Linked DNA regions of Mus musculus: region 2 is linked to region 1. The links are chromatin contacts, called in public HiChIP or PLAC-seq maps. All regions are on one chromosome and are shown on one strand. Each heading gives the region's core, a stretch centred on a gene start, on an enhancer-like site or on the middle of the called end of the contact. The rest is flanking DNA. Distances are from core to core; before and after follow the strand shown.

Region 1 (4,911 bases), core at 1,181-3,680:
TGTGGGTTTGCTACACATCTGCTATATGATACAACATTATAAGAGAGTATGCATATGCCTACATAATTTCCTGTCTCTCCTCCCTAAGAGTACTGGGTATTAAACATTTATCAGGTGCTACTGGGGAAAGAGTAAAGAGGCAGGAATAGACCAGGCTGATGTCTCAGATTCTTCTGTAGGCAATAGGAAGTCACTTGGGGGTTTTGAGCAGAAGCATGGCATAATGAGAGTATCTTTGTTGAAAGTTCACACCAGCAATTAATAAGGAGCATAGGTCAGAGGAGGGGAGATCACGGGTGAGGAAGTACTACGATTCAAATGCCATTAATACAATCGTTCCTTGAAATGCTGGATTTTATGCAAAGAATTTCATATGCTCTTTCCTTAGCTACTGATATCAACCCTGTCAAGGTAGTTAGACGTCACCTCGAGGGGCCATGAGCTAAGCAGAAAGGAAGAGATTTGGGGAGGACATGAAACGTGCAGTGTGCACTTGAACGAATTGGATCGCTAAATGTCAGTCCCTCTGCTGATGAATCTCCTGAGAAATCACCTCTCTGTAGTGGGGCATTGCCCTTAACACTCATACTATGAAACACCCTGGAAAAAAAAAAAAACCTACCAGCTCCTTTCCCTTAATGGAGAAAGGGTAGGGGTATTGATTAGAAGACATTCACTCCAGAGATGGTAGTGAACATGGCTGGTGAATAGTTACTTCTGCCTAAATAAAAACATAAACTGCTTTCTATTTCATTTCTAGATCTTGTTTCCAGCTCTGTTTAATGTCCCTTAAGTTTTCCACAATTAACCCCAACCCCAAACCTCCCACCAAAGCAGTGTCTGGTAAGAAGACAGAGGGCTGAGGAGGAGTCCAGCCTGGGTGAGATTTAAGAAGTCTCCTCCATGCTTAAGGCGACAGTAAATAGTTCTGATCTTAGAATGCCACTGTGCAAGTGACTCCCATTTGTTTTCTGGTGTCCTGGCAAGGACTCTACTTTTAAACATCTGAGCATGACAGGTTTTCTGAGCTCTGGTAACAGGCAGCCTCGGCTTCTTTATTTCCCATCCGTTTTCCCACCAGCCACACGGAGGTGCATATTAATGATGCCTTGGCAGACCCCTGGCCATGAGGCTGGGGAACATGAAAGACACGCCTCCATGTGTGTGATCTCAGTTATCAAAGGCCATAGGAACATCAGTGAGGAGGAAAATTAACAGTCATGGAATCCACCCCTTATCAAACAGCAGGCCCTGACAAACCTCATTAGAGAGATCTCTGCATTCTGCCTCATTGAAATGTTCCAGCCCTCAAGGATCTGGAAGCAAAGGTCAAAGTGGCTGGGCAAATCAGGTCTTTAGTTCCTCTCTCTGTGTAAGGGATGAAGGGAAGCCTTAAAAAATCAGCCACGGCCAGACTCGGGCTAACAGGAGTGCTTAATCAGCTGCCCCAGGTCCCAGGCAGGAAAGGTCTGTTGCCGAGGACGAGGTATTAGTAACAGATACCGTAAAACACAGTGGCCTCATATTGCTCAGCTTCTCCATCAAACCCTTTACTGGCAAAAGATCAAGGAAGCGGGTTACCACACGGATCACATCTGGCTGTGTCTACAACGAAGATCAAAGTGGCAGGTCTGTGAGTATGGAAAGACCCATTTACCAAGCTAGAAACCCACTACCTGTCACCTGACAATGCTTGGTAATTGTTTCTGGCTACAGAGTGAGCAGCGGTAGAAGAGAGGAATCGGTTGCTATCCCAGGCCTGCAATGGCATCTCTTATCATTGCACTTTCTGGATCTTTGGTCCAGATGGAAAAACTGTCCTTTTGTCTTGCTTCCCACTCACTGCACCCAAAACCTCTAGGCTCTGCAGAGGTAGAGGCAGGCCTGGGACTCTTCTGACAACACTTCCTGTGACTCACCCTGGGACCACTTGAAAGATAAGCACAAGTAGAGAGCTCTGGCCTGGAAGCCCCTGCCTTCCACACCGAGCTTTGCTGGCAGCAGCAGGATTCTCCGGGCTTCAGTATCTTGATCGAAGGAATGATTAAGTGTCCGGCCCAACAATAATCTTCCTGTGGGTTGCATAGAACGGTGCCTGTCATTGCTTCCGTTTATGGCTAAATGGGTCTTCACAGAGATTCCACAAATAGCCCCCAACACCGTCTCCTCTTGACAGTTGCTTTTTTGCGTCGTACCATTATAACCTTCTTATGCTGTCAAAGGCCAGGCAGCCGAAGCTTGATGCCAGGGATAACAGGTTAGAAGAAGTCACTGTGAAAGGCTGGAGTCACAGTCCTGCACTAACACCATACCAGCTGCCACAGCTCAATTCAGCCATTTCCTGGATCAAAACCCCGCGTTCTCCACAGAGCCAGCCATTCAAAGCTGCCCTCTCTGCCCTTTCAAATTTAATTTGTTTCAAATCTTGTAGGAGCCGCAGAATTATTTCAGGATTGGAGTCAAGTGGAAACAGGTGTGCTATTCTTACATTGCCCTCTGAGCTCCCTTCAAAGGAGTCTGATTAGGCGCCAGATTAATCAGGCTGGCCATCAATAAGGGAGGAGTCCCTCCGTGTGTCTGGCACCCGTCACCGGGACGCTGACTCAGGTCCTCAGAGACCTCAGTTTCAGATTTGACCTAACTGGCCTTCTCATGACTTCCAAGAGCCCAGGAAGGGACAGGTTGTGGTAGCCAGGCCATGGTGGTCCTACAATCCAAGATAAACCCAAATTCTGTCTTTGGCTAGCTCAGCGTTTGCTCTGGCAGTCCATTCCTGACGTGTCAATGAACTTAGGAGCCTATGCATGGAAAACACTCGCAATGCTTAAAATGAAGTAGAAAAGTCCTATTCAAACTGGGGAAGTTGGAGTTCAGCAAAAAGTCAAACCACAGGAAAAACATATTTTAGATGAGCAGCGTTTTTGAAGAGAGCTGCTGTCTGTACACACGAGGCCACCCAGCTCCTGTGGGGAAGGCCACAGAGTCAGACCTGGGAAGTCTTCACATCTGTGTATCTAAACTTTATTGGTTTTCTCATCTTTTTCTCATGACTTTCCTTGTTCTTGTGATGCCTACAGCTCCTGGTGCCTAAAATTGCCAACTGATGCCTCTGTTTTGGACTTTAGATTTTTGTAGTAATTCTTTGCTGGATTTTTCTTCTTAATATCTAAAATACTCAACAACAACACCTAGTTTCCCCCACTCTTCCTCATGGTAGCACTATGTTTCATTTGTTCTGTCCTTGGAAGGATCCATGCCTCCCCCTTTTCCACACTCCTATATCCAACCTCTCAGGTCTTCTCATCTTCATTATGTTCAAAATGTTTCTCCTATCCATCAACTTTTTACTATTTATTTCTCATTCATTTTGTTCAAAGACTCCTCAATTTTCTCTCCCTAAATTGTAGTGGGCTTTGAGCCAATCACATTCCCCAATCTACTTCTACTACAAAGAGAGGGAGAGAGGGAGAGAGGGAGAGAGGGAGAGAGGGAGAGAGGGAGAGAGGGAGAGAGGGAGAGAGGGAGAGAGGGAGAGAGGGAGAGAGGGAGAGAGGGAGAGAGGGAGAGAGGGAGAGAGAACCATTTTAGTTTTGAGTACCATTGGTTCCAGACTGGCCAATGGCTTTCTATCTCACTCATAGCCAAGAACCTTCACTATGCCCCCAAACACCTTACAATGTAACTTCCTGTCTCCACTTCCCAGCCTTTAATGAGCCCCATCACCCACCCATCTTCTGATGCTCATTTCATTCCATTTTTGTTCAATGACCCTCAAGCTCACCAGTTACTGCCCCCTCTGTTTTCCCTCCCTATAGCACCTCTGTCTGATTTTATTTCTTCAATTGAATTAGTTAAATTTCAAGGATTGCATCAAAGAATTCTATGTATTAGTCATGCCCACCCCTTCTAAAGTCTCGTTGTCGTCCTTATTATATCACAGTCCCTGATTTTATATACGATGACCTTCACCTGAGGTCTTATGTCCACATTTGTTTATTTTATGTATCCCCAGAGAACAAGCGCCATAAATTTGATGAAATTTCCTTCATCCACTATGATACCATCAGAAGAGCAATCATGTTTAGAAAGTGAATGCCCAGCATCCTTCAAATCTTCTGCACCTTCTGCTTCCCTTTTCATGAACACTCAGAGCAGAAGTTTATAACCAATTTTTTACTCAAGTATTTTGTGTTTTTACACATACCCACATGTAAAGGGCTTGGGACAGGATGACCATGTAACTCAAGCAGCCTCAGTGAAGCACAAGGAAACTCTCTTTTACTTCTAGAAGGTTTGTGGGACATCTTTCTCATTGACTGTTATAGTAGTACAATGTACACAGCTGCAGCTTTTTAAGTATTGTCAGGAGAGTATAGGCAGCCTTTGAAATAAACTAAGAGGGGGTAGTTAACAATCTTAAATACTGTGTGTTTGTGTGTGTGTGTGTGTGTGTGTGTGTGTGTGTGTGTGTGTGTGTGTGTTGTGAGGTGTGTGTATGTATGTGTGTATGTGTACGATGCAGGCCTATGATCTTGTAGTCATGTGCATGCTAGGCAAATGCTTTGCCAGTGAGATATATCTCCAACATTTGAATGTGATAACATTGACCATGATCATACTCATGATCATGACTCATATCACACATAGGAACCTGAAGTGCATGGTGAAAATACAGGAAAAACTAAAATCCTTCTTGTCTCAGTTTTCAAGGCTATCACTATCATTTTAATAATATTCCTTAAAAAAATCAATCACAAATATACCAGGTAGCATATCCCAGTATAATTACATGGGTATATTTTCCTAGAGCTTAATGCTGAGCAAAAATTTCGAGGCTGCACCATGATTGATTAGTGATAACTTTTAGGAGCATAAAACTGGGAAGTGATATGCATTATTGTGAAAATCATG
Region 2 (4,911 bases), core at 962-3,461, 190 kb before region 1:
CTGTCTCTAGGAAGTGTTTGTCCCGTGTCCCGTGGCTAAGATCACAGGGTGTCTCTAGAGTCTAGGAATGAAAAGTTTGTCATACTGTTTCAATAACACTTCAGCTCTTGTCTGAGTACAACTTATTAATTCCAAGTGGCAAAAAGTAGGGATGGGAGAGAGCCAAGGGATTCGGCGTGTTTGGTTCTAGTGTTGACAGCGATAGTGACAGGTGTTATCTACTTTTCTATACTGGTCAAGTGTGTTTGGGTCTGAGCAGTGGTCTGTGAGTGTGCGATATGATAGGCCTGATGCAGCAGAGCCTAGCAGCTCACAACCGACAGTTCCCGAGAGTCACAACTGTTAGCATGTTTCCATGGTGATGCTACTTGCATTGTACAAACTTTGAGTTCTTGGGGTAACCTCATTCTAATTGCGTTTTATAAATAGCCAAGAATACCAACACTCATGTAAACAAAACAGTTTGACACAGTGTGGTCAGCTTGACAATGGTTAAGCCAGACCTGGACTCTAACGTTTCTGATTTCTTATGTATATTTTCCCCCAGATGACTTGTATTAATCTTAAGTTTCCAAAAAGGAAGAACAATTTCAAGGTGATGCTATATTCCTTTGATTTGTTTAAAAAAAAAAAACCCTCAAAAGTAAAAAAACTCATCTCATCTTACCAAATCCTTTGCATACTGCATCTAATATAAAAACATGATTTATTTATACATTAATTAAATGGTCTTTTACATTCATGACTACCACAGAGAAGAGTCATAGATTTGAAGGAAACCCTTTATTTAAATATGCCTTTCTTGGTGAGTAGGTGGATAAAAAATAAAGAGGAATAAAAAAACAAACCACTAATCTTCCGCAGGGGCTATTTCCATGGAAGTCCACCACCATGCAGGACATGGTACAAAGATATCTCTCAATGTAGATGACAGAGGAGCTGACCTTACACTGGCGGGAGTTGACATTATTTTAAAAGTAACAGAGAATTTGGCTACAGTACAGAGTCATAAAAAACTCTTTTTTTTTTTTTTTTTTGAGAGAGAATTGGATGTGACCAAACTTTCTTAAAAGGTTTATTTAAAAGGTGTGCTGCATACAAGTAGTAAATCCTTCATTTCTACTAAGTGTAGCTGAAGATGACTCTTTAATAAATATCCAACGAGCTCCTGTAAATTTGTTTTCATAGTTCTTGCTGGAGTTGGAAGGAGGTAAATGAGTCATAAACAAAATAAATGTAACAAGGAAGATTACTTAGTTTATAGAAAAATGTAATGAATAAATTAAATTCTAAATTAGTACAGACCTAATGATACAGTGTTTTCCTCCAAGGCTCAGCTGCTTGGAAACATTTTTTTGTCTATTTGAGTTCACGATGTCCTGATGTTGTTTTGGGGGGATAACCAGATTTACAAAAGGAACAGAGGTGAGCCAAGTTTTATGTCTTCGTGGGGATATATACATATATACAAGTCATTAGAATTATGCATAACTATAAACAGTCTTAAAATGATAGATACATAAAAGTTGGCCATTTAATGAATGTATTCGTCCTCCTTAAGATCATGCGTAGGCTTATATCTCACACTACAACAGTCATAAATAATACAGCAAGTAAGTCAGCTTGGTATTAAATGCAGAATTTTGTAATGCCTCTTACACACCCATGTCTCTCAGTCCTATAGTTAAAAATGAAAAAGTCCCATAGTCCCACCCCCCGCCCTCCGCCCCACGGCCCCGCCTCAGTCCCTAGCAGCCCCAAATACATTTAGTTGTTCTGTGGGACCTTTTTTCTTTTCATAAAAAATTATTCTGTCACACACTGTGCCTGTATCTGTCATTTTATCTGAATTGCATGTGAATTATACCTTGAATAGATTTCCCCACACTGGAGAAACGAACGCGTTCGTTCCTCTTCTGAGTATTTTAGACTTGTGTGAGTTCTTCCATATTTTTGTTTTTTGTTTTTGTTTTTTTTTTTTTTTTTTGTGCAAGGCCGCCAGCAAGGAGGCCTGGAGCCTTGAATGCTGACAGCCTCCATTAGCGTTAATGCGGGCCTCTTATCTCCCAGGCTCTCCTGCGCTCCCCCCTCGCTCGCTCTTGTCTGATGGTTCACTGACACCGTTGACAAGGCTGACACCACCAATCAGCTTCGGCTCAGCAAGGTCACTGTTCAGACTTGACTCGTGATTGGCTGCTGCGCTTCAGCGTGTTATTACTGTCTGATTTGATCGGAGGCAGGGGGTGGTCTCCAATCAAACAGAGAAAAGGTCCTGGAGAAGGTAATTAAATCCTGTCAGAGGCAATTATCGGTTCCAGGGCCATGACTCTGGCCCTGAATGCAGATGATCTGAAACTGTATTCTTGTAGAGATTCAAGAGGGCTCCTGGCGTGGTTCAGTTAGGCACAAAAGGAGCGGCAGGCTCTCTGCAAACAATCAGCTTTGTATTTGAACCTTTTCTTCCTTCTTTCCCTCTTTACCCGAAGATTTCTGGTTTTTGTTGATTTAAAAAAAAATCCTTTTCAGACCACTTTCTAATTAATTTAAGAGACAACGTATCGCTTTCTTGTACGTAAATAATGATACGTTTTACCAAAGAACTTCTGCCTCCAAACACAGGCTAGTTCAAACAGGCTTTACCAAGGCAGAGGGAAAGATCCCACGCAACAGCAGTCGGTAGCTTAGACCACATGAGGAGAGACTGTCACATTCCAAGGCGGTGGTGGCTCAGACTTAAGACCCTAGCTTAAAATAAGGGTGTGTGTGTGTGTGTGTGTGTGTGTGTGTGTGTGTGTGTGTGTGAATTCCGCCCTATGACAATCTCGAAGTTTCTTCAAGGTAATCTACTGGTGTTAGCCTGCATCGAGTGGGGATAATTTATTTACTTTTACTTTTTAAATTTATGAGAAGGTTTCTCTCTTACACTAAGATAATCATGAATTCCTAGCTACTGTCAGGTTAATATCAAAAGCAGAAATGTGTGATACCCCACAGCCTCAGCACTATTTAAAAATCAGAAGGTAGTATAGTGTCTCCCTGTTGTCCCCTACAGCCCCACAGGAGGAGGGTAAAGTGAAGTTTAGAATGTAAGGAAAGTGCATCCTCTCAAATATTTAGGGGCCTCCATTTGTAACTGGAGGTCTAGATTATCAGGAGAGAAAAAAGGGATAAGGTGTTTCCATCTGAGAAGAGGAAGCGAGCGAGCTCTGTAGGCACAGATTTGTTCTTACAGATACAGAGGGCTTCAGTTACCCTTCCTGTGTGATTTCTCATCGGCTGCTATTACATAGGTTTTATGATGTGGGTTTTGCCCAGTAATTTGGGACTAGGAGGTAATTGTCTCTGGAACCTGAAAAGTGTTTGTTGTCGTCAACAGTCTGAAGGCAATCGTTGTTTCTGTGCTTTCCTTTATCTTTATCCGTATCAGACAGCATAGAAATAGCGCCGCTGCACCCCACAAACACCCACTTGCCCAACTTGAAGCCTAGATTTCATCCACTGTGTGCTGTGAGCATAGGCATTATTTTTACAAGGATAAGATGTTCAAAACACCATTAAAACAATTTCCGAGTTGTTGCTGATGAAACAGTTTAAACACTAGGGTTTCTCCCCAGGGAACAGTTAACTTTCCTGTAATCTTGGCTGCTTTCTTTGTTCTAAAACACCATATTCCTTAATATGTGCAACTATTTGTTTTGTTGAATCTAAATAGATACTCTAAGCAAAACAGATTTTTTTTTTTTTTGGAAGTAGTCCCTGCTACTAGTCCATTAATCAGAATGAGGTATTAGGCTGGGAGAGAAATTTGTGGGAGACGATGTTAATAACACTGGGTAGTGCTTCACCACTGAAGAGCTAGATTGTAAACAGCCCCAAGTCCCGCACTGCACGCAGGACTGGGAAAATGATATTTGGTTCATTCTATATTGTGCTTTTCTGCAACATCAAAAGCTCCATAAACCTTTCTAATAAAGATAAAATAGATCCAAACAAACAAATTGCTCACCAGTACGACATACTTTAGGTCAATAGAAGGAAGGTTCACTGCTAGTGTTGAAAAATAGTTGCATGTCTTTAAATGATTTGTTTGTTTTCCTCTGTGGGAGTGACCAACCTTTCTTCTTTCTCTCCTTCCTTCCTTCCTTCCTTCCTTCCTTCCTTCCTTCCTTCCTTCCTTCCTTCCTTCCTTCCTTCCTTCCTTTCTCCCTCACTCCCTCTCTCTCTTTCCTTTGAACTATAGTATTTCTTTTTGTTTAGTTAGGCATTGTATATTATTATGTGTTTATGTTATTTTGTGGCAGCTGTTTTAATAAAGATCCCCTCAGAAAGAAAGCTTTGGGGGGTGGGGAAAGAGACAACACTTACAAATAGAGCAAAAGAAATGAAAATGTTTCCTCTGATAGTTAAATCAATGCTTTAAATTTGAAAAACAATGAGAAGGAAATGAGGCTGGAATACCCAGGACCACTTTACTAAAGAATCCAGCATCCTCAGGGCAGCAAATGTCTTTTAGATGTATCTTTAAAGCTGTCCTGCTGAATTGGAAGTCCCTGGAGGGCAGAACTGGCACCCTGTTCAATCTGGAATGCCCAGAAATTCAATCAACAGAAGTCAGTATTGATTTCACACCCTCCTGGACCCCTATTTGAGTCTCTGTGTGGTGGCCCCTCTCCCCGGAAGTGAAGTCTTCCAGACTATGAGTAAGTATATCGCAACATTTTTTTTTTATGATGTGGGAGACTCAATCCTGATCTGATTATTGTTTTCCCACATCAAGTGTCTAATCTGTACCTTAAAAAAATAGGAGAGTTTCAATGTTCCCATTTAATTTTCTGCTGGCTCAAACTTGAACCACCAGGACTCCTTCAATGAAAAAAAAAAATACCCAAGGTCATTATAATTAAGAGAGCT

The links. HiChIP or PLAC-seq counts read pairs in DNA pulled down with a chosen protein or histone mark.
Region 2: an H3K4me3 HiChIP or PLAC-seq map of craniofacial prominence shows a contact between it and region 1, with 4 times the contacts expected there. The contact joins the promoter of BB218582 here to the enhancer-like site in region 1. A contact is called at or near these places in 1 of 484 Hi-C or Micro-C datasets (nephron progenitors), 6 of 115 datasets of contacts at active chromatin or transcription factors (cardiomyocytes, craniofacial prominence, embryonic basal ganglia and 3 more) and 1 of 9 other capture datasets (embryonic stem cells).

What each region holds. Positions count from the first base shown.
Region 1 is chr2:106,458,705-106,463,615 of GRCm38.p6, reverse strand. No RefSeq gene overlaps it. Among named protein-coding and RNA genes, the nearest start is that of Gm46755, 32 kb to the right of the region's middle. Within about 2 kb of position 2,430, at least 18 of the 459 cell types and tissues checked have an H3K27ac peak or open chromatin away from gene starts, as enhancers often do. A contact at or near this core is called in craniofacial prominence, where this site is marked.
Region 2 is chr2:106,647,664-106,652,574 of GRCm38.p6, reverse strand. BB218582 (expressed sequence BB218582) reads left to right here and starts at 2,211. Exons shown (of 7, transcript NR_137201.1): 1 at 2,211-2,281; 2 at 4,514-4,700.